3 separate regions of the Mus musculus genome follow, and all the other regions are linked to region 3. The links are chromatin contacts, called in public promoter capture Hi-C maps. All regions are on one chromosome and are shown on one strand. The core of a region is the stretch at or near the end of the contact, and the rest is flanking DNA. Distances in the headings are between cores, read along the strand shown.

Region 1 (3,957 bases), core at 564-3,063, 1.0 Mb after region 3:
TGGAAAAGCCATTAATACTGGTGACTCCCTACTTTTGGGCTCCAGTAAACCTCTGCTCACTACAGTCCCACAGACCCTGCTTGTTCTCAGTTTACTTCCAATCCAGTAGGGAAGAATCCTCTAGACTTTCTTCAAAAGATGCCTAGGACCTAATCACCTTCAAGGCTCCTATTGCTTCCAGCCTGCTCATCCTGTCTTGCCTATGTTACTGTGACCTATATTACCGCAATCTCCTAACTTACATTCTAGCTGTTGCCATTCTCCAGGCTTCTGTCTGTAACACTGTGTAGCAGTCAATCTTGTAAAACTAAAATGTATCATTCTATTCCTGGCTCCACCCACTTCTCTCAACTGCCTCACTCAGCCACACTTGTCCAGCATGCTACTGTTCTGAAATGGTTGCACCTGCTCTGCTGGGGACACTCATCTCCCCAGTATTCTCATGTCTTCCTTCCAGGTCTTTGTACGTGACAAGGTCTCATATAATCCAGGCTGGCTATGAGCCAATTGATTTTTCCTGCCTCTGCCTCAAGTGCTTGGGTTACAGATTCAGGCCACTGTGGCCCATTCTTCCAGGCTTTTCCCAGATCACTCTACCTAAAACTTCAATGCTTAGCTGGGTTTGTTGGTATATGCCTGTAATCTCAGTACTTGAGAGGCAGGAAGATCACTGCAAACTAGAGATCATCCAGGGCTTTTAAAGAGCTTTTCTCACAACATGTATCAGTACAGTGATACATGCCAGTAATCTTTACGCGTGGGAGATGAACGTGGAAGGATCAGGAGCTCATAGCCACCCACAGCTATGTAGCAAGTTCGAGTCTAGCCTAGGCTACATGAGATCCTTTGTCCAAACAAACAACAAACCTACAACTGTTATTATCTCTAGCTTCACCTTTGCCTTCTGAGTCTTACTATCTCTGAAGTATCATATTTAGTGTTACTTGGGTTTATTCATTTATTTTTGTCTGTCGCCCTCCAGTATACGAGCTTTACAGCCTTAGGATTTCTGTTTTACTACTCTCTGCCCCAAATTAGCACTGTGCTAACAGCATGCTCTCAAAAGATGTCTGCTGAATGAGGTGCGAGTGGATGAATGAAAATACTTGATGCTCTTTCAATCCTACAGGTGCAGCTCAATAGATGCTCTCTTTCCTGCTCAGGCCCCACGCAGTACCACTACATGACGCAGGCTAAACATGGACCCTTAGGGACCAAACCAGCTTTGTCTCAGGCTTCCTAACGTTACTAGGGTCAAAAGACTGGGTAACGTCCCAACTTGCGGATCTCAGGTTTTACTACTTTCAAGGTCCATAATGCACATCTTCCCATATAATGTGAGCCTGAAGGCCGGGAAGCAAACGTGGACAAACTAACGATCTAGAAAGACGCGTATGTGGCGGCTCTCTCCCAGGGTCTGCACTACCCGAGCCACGAGGGTTGCAATCACACTCTACAGTCCCAGCACATCCCGCACCTCCGGCCGGGTTACTAGGGCGATCAGTTCCTCCTGGGGCAACCAAAACCTTGCAAGCCGCCCGGCTTCCTCGCGTCACCTAGCAGCGGGAGGAACCGCCCTTTCCGTCCCGCCTTTCTCGGCTCACCGGGACCTTCCAGGCGGTATCCGCGCCCTTGGACTCGGGGTACAGCTTGTCCAGGCTGTAGATGCTCTGGAACGTGGTGCCGTCTACCTGTCTGTGCAGAGCCCGGCGAGCACAGCGCGCGGGCGGCGCGAGCAACAACGTTCCAGTTCGGCTCAGGCCCCAGCGTAGGCCCCAGGCGGTCGCCATGTTCACCTCCCAGGACCGCTTCCGGTGCTCACTCTTCCGGCGGTCCGCCAGCCTTGGCTGAGCTGGCTCTTAAGTTCCGCCGGGTTTCTCGGGCTCCGGGCTGTCCACCTTGGCGGTGATGGTGGGAAGTGGTGCGCACCCAGCTGACATCTGGTAGAGGTTGACCGGCAGATAGAGACCACCTACGGGAGATTTTTCTTAAAAAGATTCCTGTATGGGTCTGACTGAGCGGTGCTCACCTGCAGTCCCAGCACTGCTCTCAAGGCTAAGGCAGATGAGAGCCTAACCTAGTCACATAGCCCCTGTCATAAAAATAATACATACATGGCCAGGCGTGGTGGCACTTAATCCCAGCACTTGGGAGGCAGAGGCAGGTGGATCTCTGAGTTCGAGGCCAGCCTGGTTTACAGAGTGCGTTCCAGGACAGCAAGGGCTATGCAGAAAAAAAACCCTGTCTTGAAAAACCATAAAAAAAAAATAATAATAGTACATACATACACACATACATACATACATGGCCAGGCCTTAATCCTTGCACTTGGGAGGCAGAGATAGGTGGACCTAGGCTAGCCTGGTCTACAAAGTGAGTCCAGGACAGCCGAGGCTTCTATACAGAGAAACTCTGTCTTGGAAAAATCATTTTAAATGTGTGTGTATGTAAACAAATATATAAATGCATAAATACATAAACAAACACTGGATCTAGCATCCTAGAAACACCCTTTTCTCTTTTTTGAGTCTGTTCTCCTTCCCTGGACCCTTGAGCAACCTAACTAGATACAGCAAGGACGACCTTACCTGCTAAGCTCGGACTTTCCCTGCCCTTTCCTATCCCTTGTTCAGTGTGAGCCACATTCCTAACTTGCTTTAGATAGATGAGTGGATAGACAGTCAACCAATCTTTGTGTGTTCGATTTTGAGCTTAAGGGTTGGTTTTGTGGTATTTATTTAGGCAGGTTTCAATTATGTAGCCCTAGCTGGCCTGGAGCTCACTATATACAGCAGGTTGCCTGCCTCTCAGTCCAGAGCATTGGTATTAAAAGCTTACCCAACCAGGTCTGTCTTTTGCTTGTGTTTTGAGACAGGGTTTCAACCTATTTAGCTCAGACTAGTCTTGAACTCCTGACCCTCCTGCCTTCACCTCACAGGTGTTCAGATTTGTACCACTACTCCAAGGCCCAGTCTTATGTTCTAACATATTGCCTGTCTCCAAGTTAGAATGTAAGGTCTCTGCTGTATCCCAAACATGCAGAGTGTGTCACATCACAGACATACCACGACTGTGGGTCAAGTGAATTTCATGGTAGTTCACGTTTTTGTTGTTCTTTGGTTTGGTTTTTCTTTTTCTTCTTTTTTTTTTTCCTCATGACAGTATTTCTGTGTAACCTTGACTGTTCTGAAACTCGCTCTGTAAACCAGGCTGGCCTTGAACTCTTAAAGATGCACCTGCTCTACCTCCTGACTGCTGGGATCAAAGGCAAGTGCTACTATGCCCAGCAGCAGTTCATTTTTGTAAGTTGAGTTTCAGTCAAGTTGAATCAACTTCAGGTTTTTTGTTTTTATCTACAAAACAGCCTTATAAGCCACTCACACCCATGTGAGAGTTGTGATGAATGGCTTTGCTTATACCCAGCCAGGGATGGGAGGCAGATCACTGGAAGTGGTTCTAAATACAGGCATCTTCCCTCCTCAAGCTTTAAGAAGCAGCATAGTGGATTCTTCTAGCCACTAAAAACAAACTGGAGGTGGTTGGAAAGATGGCTCAGTGGTTAAAGAGCACTGACTGCTCTTCCAGAGGTGCTGAGTTCAATTCCCAGCAACCACATGGTGGCTCACAACCATCTGCAATGGGGTCTGATGCCCTCTTCTGGTGTGTCTGAAGAGAGCATTGGTGTACTCTTATACATAAAATAAATAAATCATTAAAAAAGTAAAAAAAAAAAAAAAAGCAAACTGGAGAAGTAGGTACAGAGTTCAGAAGACTGCAGGCTAAGTAGGGTTGTTTCATAGTGGTGTTAAGGCAGTAAATTGGAATGCTAAGGCTACAAGTAAGACAAGAAGTGTTTGAAGGTGTCTAATCCTTGGCTAAGTTCCTTGGTTGAGGTTGTGAATAAATGAAAATAGATGTCAATAAATGTTAGTAATTGTTAGTAATGCTTGTGATTAA
Region 2 (3,654 bases), core at 1,017-3,516, 1.0 Mb after region 3:
GGCTGACGAAGACGTGGCGCTTCAGGCACTCACCGCAAATATGACACATGTGATGGGGACACAGGTTTACAAGCCTAAAGCAGATTCTGCGAGCGGAGCAAGCCGGCTCCACACTACAGCTGACCCAGCTCCGCACAGCCTCCTTCCAGGCGTTTGCACAAGCCCGGGAGCTGGAGGCTACCCGCTTACTTTCACTAACTCTCCCACCTGCGCAAGCTCAGGGGCGATCCCAAACCAAACCGGAAGTCCTCGAAGCAGCTCTAATCAACCACAAGTCTGAAACCAGACAGGTGGCCTTACCTTCTTCTGCCAACTCCTTGGTAATGATGAGTTTCCCATGGCGGAGGTAGTTTAGGATAGGACCAAAGTAGGTAGGGTCTCTGTCAATCAGATACGCTCCAGTCTCGTCCTGTCAACCGAGCACAGCCAAGCAACATTTTCTAAATAGCATTTCCCTAATCCGCCGGGGCACTCAGGCAACAGTCACTATGTCAGCTAAAAACCATTTATTTATTTATTTATTTATTTATTTATTTATTTACTGAGCCGGTTTTGCTACAGTTTGCTTATTTTAAACTATTGACCAGAGGCTGGCTTTAAGATCATTTCAGGTCAGATGTCTTAGACGCACAGTCACTCCCACTGCCCAGGCCTTTATTTACTGGGTAGACCCACATTCTGTTAACATTCTTCTGTAGGGTACCAGCTACAGGGAGGGGATGAAGGAAATCTCATAGCTGTGTTAAGCGTTCTGACTCCTTCACTGCCCCTGGACTACAGTCCTAATTCTGAGAAAACTTCCATTCTATTGGCAGTTCTCCTGAGCCCAAGGCCAACATCAGTGGGAGTCTGCACTGGCAGCTGCAATCTCACACACCCTATCTCTGTGCCCAGAGGAAGCTTGGTACTGCCAGGACTTGGCTCAGAGCAACTTTAATCCTACTCATCTTTACAGTAAAAGAAACAAGAAACTGGCTTGTGTTGGCCATAAGGAAGATTTAGGGTATATAAAAATAATTCCCTATAAACAGGAGTTCTGGAATCTCTTAAGGTTCCCATCAATTTGGTATCAGAGAACAGATGAAACTGATTAAGGGTTTATGCAAGTCTACTAACCATGGGAGTGCTTTATGGTATGGATGCGTTTGAGAGTCAAAGGTCAACCTGCAAAAGTTACAGTTCAAACTGGAAATGAATGACGTCTTGCCACTGCTCAACCCTGTGTTTGACGCTACACATTCTCTGGGTCCTAACCTATCAGCCCATCTTTCCAAGGAGTGCATTTACTTTCAAAAATGTACCGAAACGGTGACTGTTACGGCACAAAAGGTCTGGGACCAGGATTTTATCACCACCACAGGATGTATCACAAGCACTTCCTGCAGCCTTCAGTAGTGGACGCTATCATTAAACCCCGAGTTTAATACCACTTTACACAGGGATGGAACAGGACCTGAGTCCTCCGAAAGTGACCAAGATGTGGTCATTCACCCTGACCCAGTTCTGAATGCATTTGGCACCAGCAGCAGGGGGCCGCCCGGGAGCCAAAGAAAAACTCATGCAGATCTGAGAAGGGGTGGTCCCCAGGAGGGGCAGGGAATGTGACAGGAGCACGAAGGGGGCTCCCGTGGGTGCAGGTAGACAACTCCACGCAGGAGCAGCTGAGAAAAGAGCGGGGTGCGAAGGGAAACCGGAGTGTGCCTGAAGATGGGGCAGAACTGGGACGGGAGATCATTCTGAGGTGGCCAGTGCTAACTCGGGGGGAAGAGAGTGGACTCAAGTCCGGGTTTGCAGGACCCGCTGGAGGGAAACGCGTCCCAGAGATCGGAGCACCAGCCTGGAATGGGTCCCAACACCCGGGGGCGCGCCCGAGGGCGGGGCGCACCTTGTCGGAGTCCAGCTCCGGGTCCTCCTGGCAGCACAGGCGGCAGAGGAAGGACTTGGGCTCCCGGCCTAGGGTCTGTCTGGTGGTCACGAAGTAGGTACCGCCCACGTTGAGCCGGACCCAGCGGGCGGCCCCGCCGCCTCCCGTCCGCTCCGGAGGTCCGGGCCCGGGCTCCAGCGGCTGCGCGGCGGCGGCGGGCTGGCGGCCGTGTCCGCGGGGTGTCGGGCCCGCAGGGCGAGGGCTGGGGGGTCCGCGGCCCGAGCCGCCGCCGTCGCCCATCGCACTGCTGCCACCCCCTCCCAGCCCCGCCACTGCCGGGTCCAGCTGCAGCTCCGCCATCTTGGGCCGCCGCTGCCCGCGCGCCGCCGGGCCGGCCGACTCCTCGGCGGGGAGAGCCGGGCCGGCCCATCGGCGGGCGTGGGGCAGGGGGAAAAGGGACCCCGACGGCGCAGGCGCCGCGCCCGCCTTCCAGGACGGGACTCCATGCTCATTGGCTGAAGTGTGACATGAGACCCGCCTATTGCTCGTTCGGATTGGCCAAGGAGAGAACTTCCGGCAACTCTCTTCCGTTCCTTGCTTGCTGGAGAGAGAGCACTCCGCCGGGGGTCGGTGAAGGTGAGTGGGGTCTGAGGTGTTGGGTCGAATCTCCACGGACTCTTTTGTATTGTATTCCAGACCTCGCTTCCACACTTGTTCCAGCTCCACGGAGGACATCGGGCCTTCGAGCTGCCCCGCTAGCAGAGCGCCCGAGGTCACTGCTTTGCCCTGCTCGCTTTCCCGCGGGGCGAGCCTGGGGCCTGGCAGTGACTTAGCCAATCACCGTGAATTTAGATGTTGCCACAGACTTTTGTCTCACACTGTGTGGCGATCTCAGGAGTGGAGTTTAGGGGTCGGGAAAGCATCACAGAGTTAGGGTGGTAACTTTCAGAGAGGACAAGACACCTAGCAGACTTCAACTCTACGTCCTTCCCTTCGAATGGAGGATTCCTATTCCTCATGAGGTTTACCGATTGATCTAATTAACTATTGGTCATTCTCTATGCTTATGACCTGTGTATGAGAGCAGGCTGGCCAATTTGTCTGAGAAACAACCAGCGCTAGAGATGAATCAGATAACAAAAAGTCTGTAACTCCTGCTTTCTCCAGTGCACTTCGTTCTCTGGCATCCTTAGTTCACTTGACAACTGTCTTAGTCTCTGTCTCTGTCTCTTAGAGACGTAAGCTGTACTGAGGAAGGAAGGAAGGAAGGAAGGAAGGAAGGAAGGAAGGAAGGAAGGAGAGAGACCGGCATTTGACAACTTTGATCGATAGGAAGGTATCCCCCACTCAGAGCTTGTGTAGATGGTTTCCACTTTTCGGTTGGCTCTCTTCATAGTTATTTTCTGTATCTCGTCTTGTTTTGGTCTCAAGACCGCTTCAGTCACTTTCTTTTCACAGTATCATTTGTGTAAAAATGCCTCTGAAAGTGCACAGTATGTGTGCTGTGGACAGGATGACCTGGGCAGGACAGTTCGAGTGAATGGCCGGGGTTGTGGTGGAGAGTCAGTGGCCAAAACACAGTAGCTTAGTTAGCCTTTGGGCAGCTTATGACTTCCTTTAGAAGTGTCTGCAAAGAATAGAAATGAGTTGGGATAGAGGAAGGGCAGCCTGGTAGGAGAGAACATGTTTATATTCTGGGTTGTAGAGCTTTATTTTGATGTATTGAGACAAGCTCCCACATCTCTCATGTGACCTTGAACTTTGATTCTCTGCCTCTACCTCAGTGTTTC
Region 3 (3,807 bases), core at 1,159-3,658:
AGTATTTATCTGAGACAGTATGCAGCTAGATAGCCCAGGCTGACCTAGAGTTCACAGCCATCCTGCTGCCTTAACCTCCCAAGTGCTGGCTTCAATGTTTTTATTTAAGTTTTCTAATTATTTTGTCTTAAAAACTGGACTGACTCTCAGAACAGGGCTGCTGTTCCCTACTGTGCAGGCGAGGCCTCCAGCACAGGTCCCTCCTGGGTGTGCTGATTATAACGTCTGAGTTACAAAACCAGCAGTCTCCCAAGGGAAGCTTCCAAGGAGAACACACAGACTCACAGACACTCACAGACAGACACACACACACACACACACACACACACACACACAGATTGACAAAGGTGGGGGAAGGGAGGGAATCCAGTTCAAGCTGGGGCTTGCTGGCTTCCTTGTTCCAGGCCCTTCAGCATGGCTATGCTTTTCTGAATAGTCTTGTGCATAGGAAGACACTGAGCAGGATGAAAGCAGAAGACTCCCAGGTCTAGGAAGCTGGAGGTCTGGATGGCTGGATGTAGGAGGGGGTCTTGGGCATGATGAATCCCACCTGAATTTTCTAAGAGCTTGGCCGCAGTGGCTGGGGCCCACAGCATCATTCATTTTCCAATCTTACTCCAAATGTTGAGAGCTAGTTTAAACTGAGGCAGACTCTCCTTCCTGAGCATCCCCCCTCGTTTTTTGTTTGTTTTTGTTTTTTTTTTTTGTTTTTCGCGACAGGGTTTCTCTGTGTAGCCCTGTCTGTCCTGGAACTCACTCTGTAGACCAGGCTGGCCTCGAACTCAGAAATCTGCCTGCCTCTGCCTCCTGAGTGCTGGGATTAAAGGCGTGCGCCACCACGCGGGGAGGGGGGGGGGCGGCTCGTTTTTGTCAGAAGAAAAAAGTGCTGAGAACAAGATACAGCAGAAGATCCACATGTAGTCTTGTCTCCTGGGGACAAGGACACCAAAAAAAACAAAAAAGTCCAATGGCAGATCTCTTAGGGAATAATGTTTTACCACCCCTCTCCTGGGCTCAGGCCCTCCTACACGTTTGGAGCTAATAGCTAACTAGGAGTTAGAGCAGAGAAGGGATGTGCCTGGCCTCAGGAAAGCAGGGTACCCACTGGCCAGAGGGCAAAGGCTCTAGCCTGGAGCCAAGTTGGAAGAGGACAAATCCAGGCTCCAAGAACTATTTCCTGGACTGTTTTGTTTCTTAACATACTGAGATTAAAAGAAATTCTTGGCCTCACCTTAGGTATATAAATCTGTATATCCTCCATAAAGGTTATGTTCCCTGGAGGCTTTGGAAGGGCCAGCCTACCTTTGTGGGTAGAGTTGGACTTCCGGAGCCAGGGTGGATCTATCCCTCCCCTGCTTCCTGCAGCACTGGGTGGGTGGGTGGTGTGTGTGTGTGTGTGTGTGTGCACACGGCTGTGTTTGTTGCACCAAGACACAAATCCCTACCTCAGTCGTGTGTGTGTGTGTGTGTGTGTGTGTGTTTTGCATCAAGACACAAATCCCTCAGTCCCCCACCACCCCGAAGTCCCCAAAGGTCTGGTTATCCTCGAGCCCCTTCCCCATCCTCTGCTATCAGAATCGCAACATCCTGCTGGAAGCCGTCTTCCCTTCCTTCTACCCCCACCTCCCCAACACCAAGGCCCTTACACCCAGGGCACAGCGCCCAGCACAGGGCCTCAGGCCCCGATCCAGCGGCCTGGAGGCGGGTCCCAAAGTTGGGCGAGCCAGCGCCGGCCTGGGAGCGCTCTTTCCTGGAAGACATTTTGGCTCTTTGTTTACATTCGCGGCGCGCCGCTCCCCGGCAACATGGCTGTCACCGGCGCGGCTGACAGCGACCCTGCCGCACCGAGCGCCCCCTCCGCGGCCCTGGGGAACACTTACCATCTGCGGGTGGTGGTGGCTGTTGGGAATGTTGCTTTCTTGAAAGAACGTGCTTAGGGCGGTCTGCGGACAAAATACGGGACGCAGCGGCGTGAGCGAGGCCTGGCCGCCCCGGCCCCCCCCCCCCCCGCCGCGGCCCCCCTACGCGGCCCCCGGCTCCCACGCGCGCTCCCGACCCCGGCCCGGTGCACACCTCGAACTGCCAGTGCGCCGCTTGCAGCAGCTGCTGCGCCTGATCGGCCGCGCAGCCCGCGGCCAGCACGAACTGGTTGATCATGACCTGGTGCCGCAGCTCGTCCGTGTTCACCGACATGGCGCTGGGCGGCCGCCCCGGGCTCACGCTCGCAGCTCCGCCGCCGCCCGGCGAATGTTGTGGTTCGGCTCGCGCGGCCGCGCCGACGCCGCAAACAACAGCGCGGGGCGGGGCCGCCAGGCCCAACGTTCGGGGGCCGTGAGCCGACGCCGCTGATTGGCCCACGCGCAGCCCAGCCAGCCGCCGGCTCCCACACGGACGTTCGATTCGAATCCTGCGGCGGGCCCGGCCGCTCTGTTTCTCTCCTCGCCTGGCCGCGCCCATTGGCGGAGTCGGTGCCGCGGGGGCACCCCGGCATTGGCCAGCCTCCGTGTTTTGGCTCCTCCGAGTTGGTGGTTGGCTGGGGCCGCCATCGGGAGGCGGGGCGTGATGCGCTGATTGGCCTACCGTAGGCCTGTTTGAACTCAACTCGAAAACCCTGACCGCGTTCTGATTGGTGGAGGTCATCAGTGTTTGCTGTTGTAGGCGTGGGGGTGGTGCTGGCCAAGTTCATTCATTACTTCATTGAAACTGAACATGCTCAGCTGGAAAAGCAAGACGGAGTGGCTTTGACTCATTTCCTCTGAAAGATGTGGTCATCTCGAGAAACAGAACGATCAAAATAGAAAACACACAGAACCTTCGCAGCTACTCGACTCTCAAGAGTATTTAAATTTTTAAATAGCTTCTAAACAGTCTCTCTTAAAAAAAAAAGAAAAGAAAAAGAAAACTTTTGAAACATGGCAGACAGATCCTGGGTTCAATTTCTTAACACCACAAAACAAAACAAAACAAAACAACACAAAAGAACCAGGCGTAGTGACCACATGGTTTTAATTTCAGGGCTCAGTGGGAGGTAGAGGCATTCGGATAGCTCTGAGTTCGAGGCCAGTCTTGCCTACATGGTGAGTTAGTTCCAGGACAGCCAGCAGGGCTACATAGAGAAACTCTCCAAACACACACACACACACACACACACACACACACACACACACACACACACACACGGGGGTGGGGGGGAATAGCCAGTGCCAGGGCATGCTTTGCATAATCCAGCCTCGGGGTTTAAAAACCTTATGCTTTAAAAAAAAAAAAAAAAAAAAAAGTACCTGTTTTCAGCATGAAGACATTTTCTTTGTCATTATTCCCTGATCAAGAGGACATTGATACATCTATTCACATGAAACTTACATTGTATTGGGTATTAAAGTGACCTAAAGATGATTTAAGGTACACAAGATGGTGAAGTTGGCTGGTAGGAAAAAATGACACATGGTATAAGAGCCCCACTTATCCAAGGATTCTAGACCATGGGGAGCGGGCAGGAACTGTTTCCACCCTGATCTGGAGGATCGGATTGGGAATTTACTGTGAAGGCTCCTGTTTCAGGAAGACATATACTGTTTTTCATCAGAACTAATTACAGCGAAGGTTCTAACTAGTTAGGGTGTGCAGAACAGAAGGACAGAACAGAAGAAAGCAAACCTCACTTCTATTTCTTTGCCAGTGAAGGCAGAGGCAGTGAGAGTCGCTTTCCATGGTGTGGGTGTAAAACCAGACTGGGGTTGACAAACTTGGCAGCAAGCGCCTTTACTCACTGAACTCTTTTTATTTTACCTAAAAGGACTAAATGTT

What was found. Promoter capture Hi-C pulls out the DNA fragments that hold promoters and counts their contacts.
Region 1: a contact with region 3 is called in a promoter capture Hi-C map of liver, with 2.2 times the contacts expected there. The contact joins the promoter of Mrpl58 here to the promoter of Ubald2 in region 3. A contact is called at or near these places in 2 of 39 promoter capture datasets (liver and pre-B cells) and 1 of 9 other capture datasets (liver).
Region 2: a promoter capture Hi-C map of pre-B cells shows a contact between it and region 3, with 4 times the contacts expected there. The contact joins the promoter of Kctd2 here to the promoter of Ubald2 in region 3. A contact is called at or near these places in 2 of 39 promoter capture datasets (liver and pre-B cells) and 1 of 9 other capture datasets (liver).

Annotation. Positions count from the first base shown.
Region 1 is chr11:115,401,608-115,405,564 of GRCm38.p6, reverse strand. Mrpl58 (mitochondrial ribosomal protein L58) reads right to left here and starts at 1,813. Exons shown (of 6, transcript NM_001347645.1): 1 at 1,605-1,813. The coding sequence starts at 1,790.
Region 2 is chr11:115,418,738-115,422,391 of GRCm38.p6, reverse strand. It overlaps Kctd2 (potassium channel tetramerisation domain containing 2), which reads right to left and starts at 2,266. Exons shown (of 6, transcript NM_183285.3): 1 at 1,886-2,266; 2 at 301-409. The coding sequence starts at 2,224. Atp5h (ATP synthase, H+ transporting, mitochondrial F0 complex, subunit D) reads left to right here and starts at 2,473. Exons shown (of 6, transcript NM_027862.1): 1 at 2,473-2,500.
Region 3 is chr11:116,432,695-116,436,501 of GRCm38.p6, reverse strand. Ubald2 (UBA-like domain containing 2) reads right to left here and starts at 2,408. Exons shown (of 3, transcript NM_176902.3): 1 at 2,074-2,408; 2 at 1,881-1,943. The coding sequence starts at 2,193.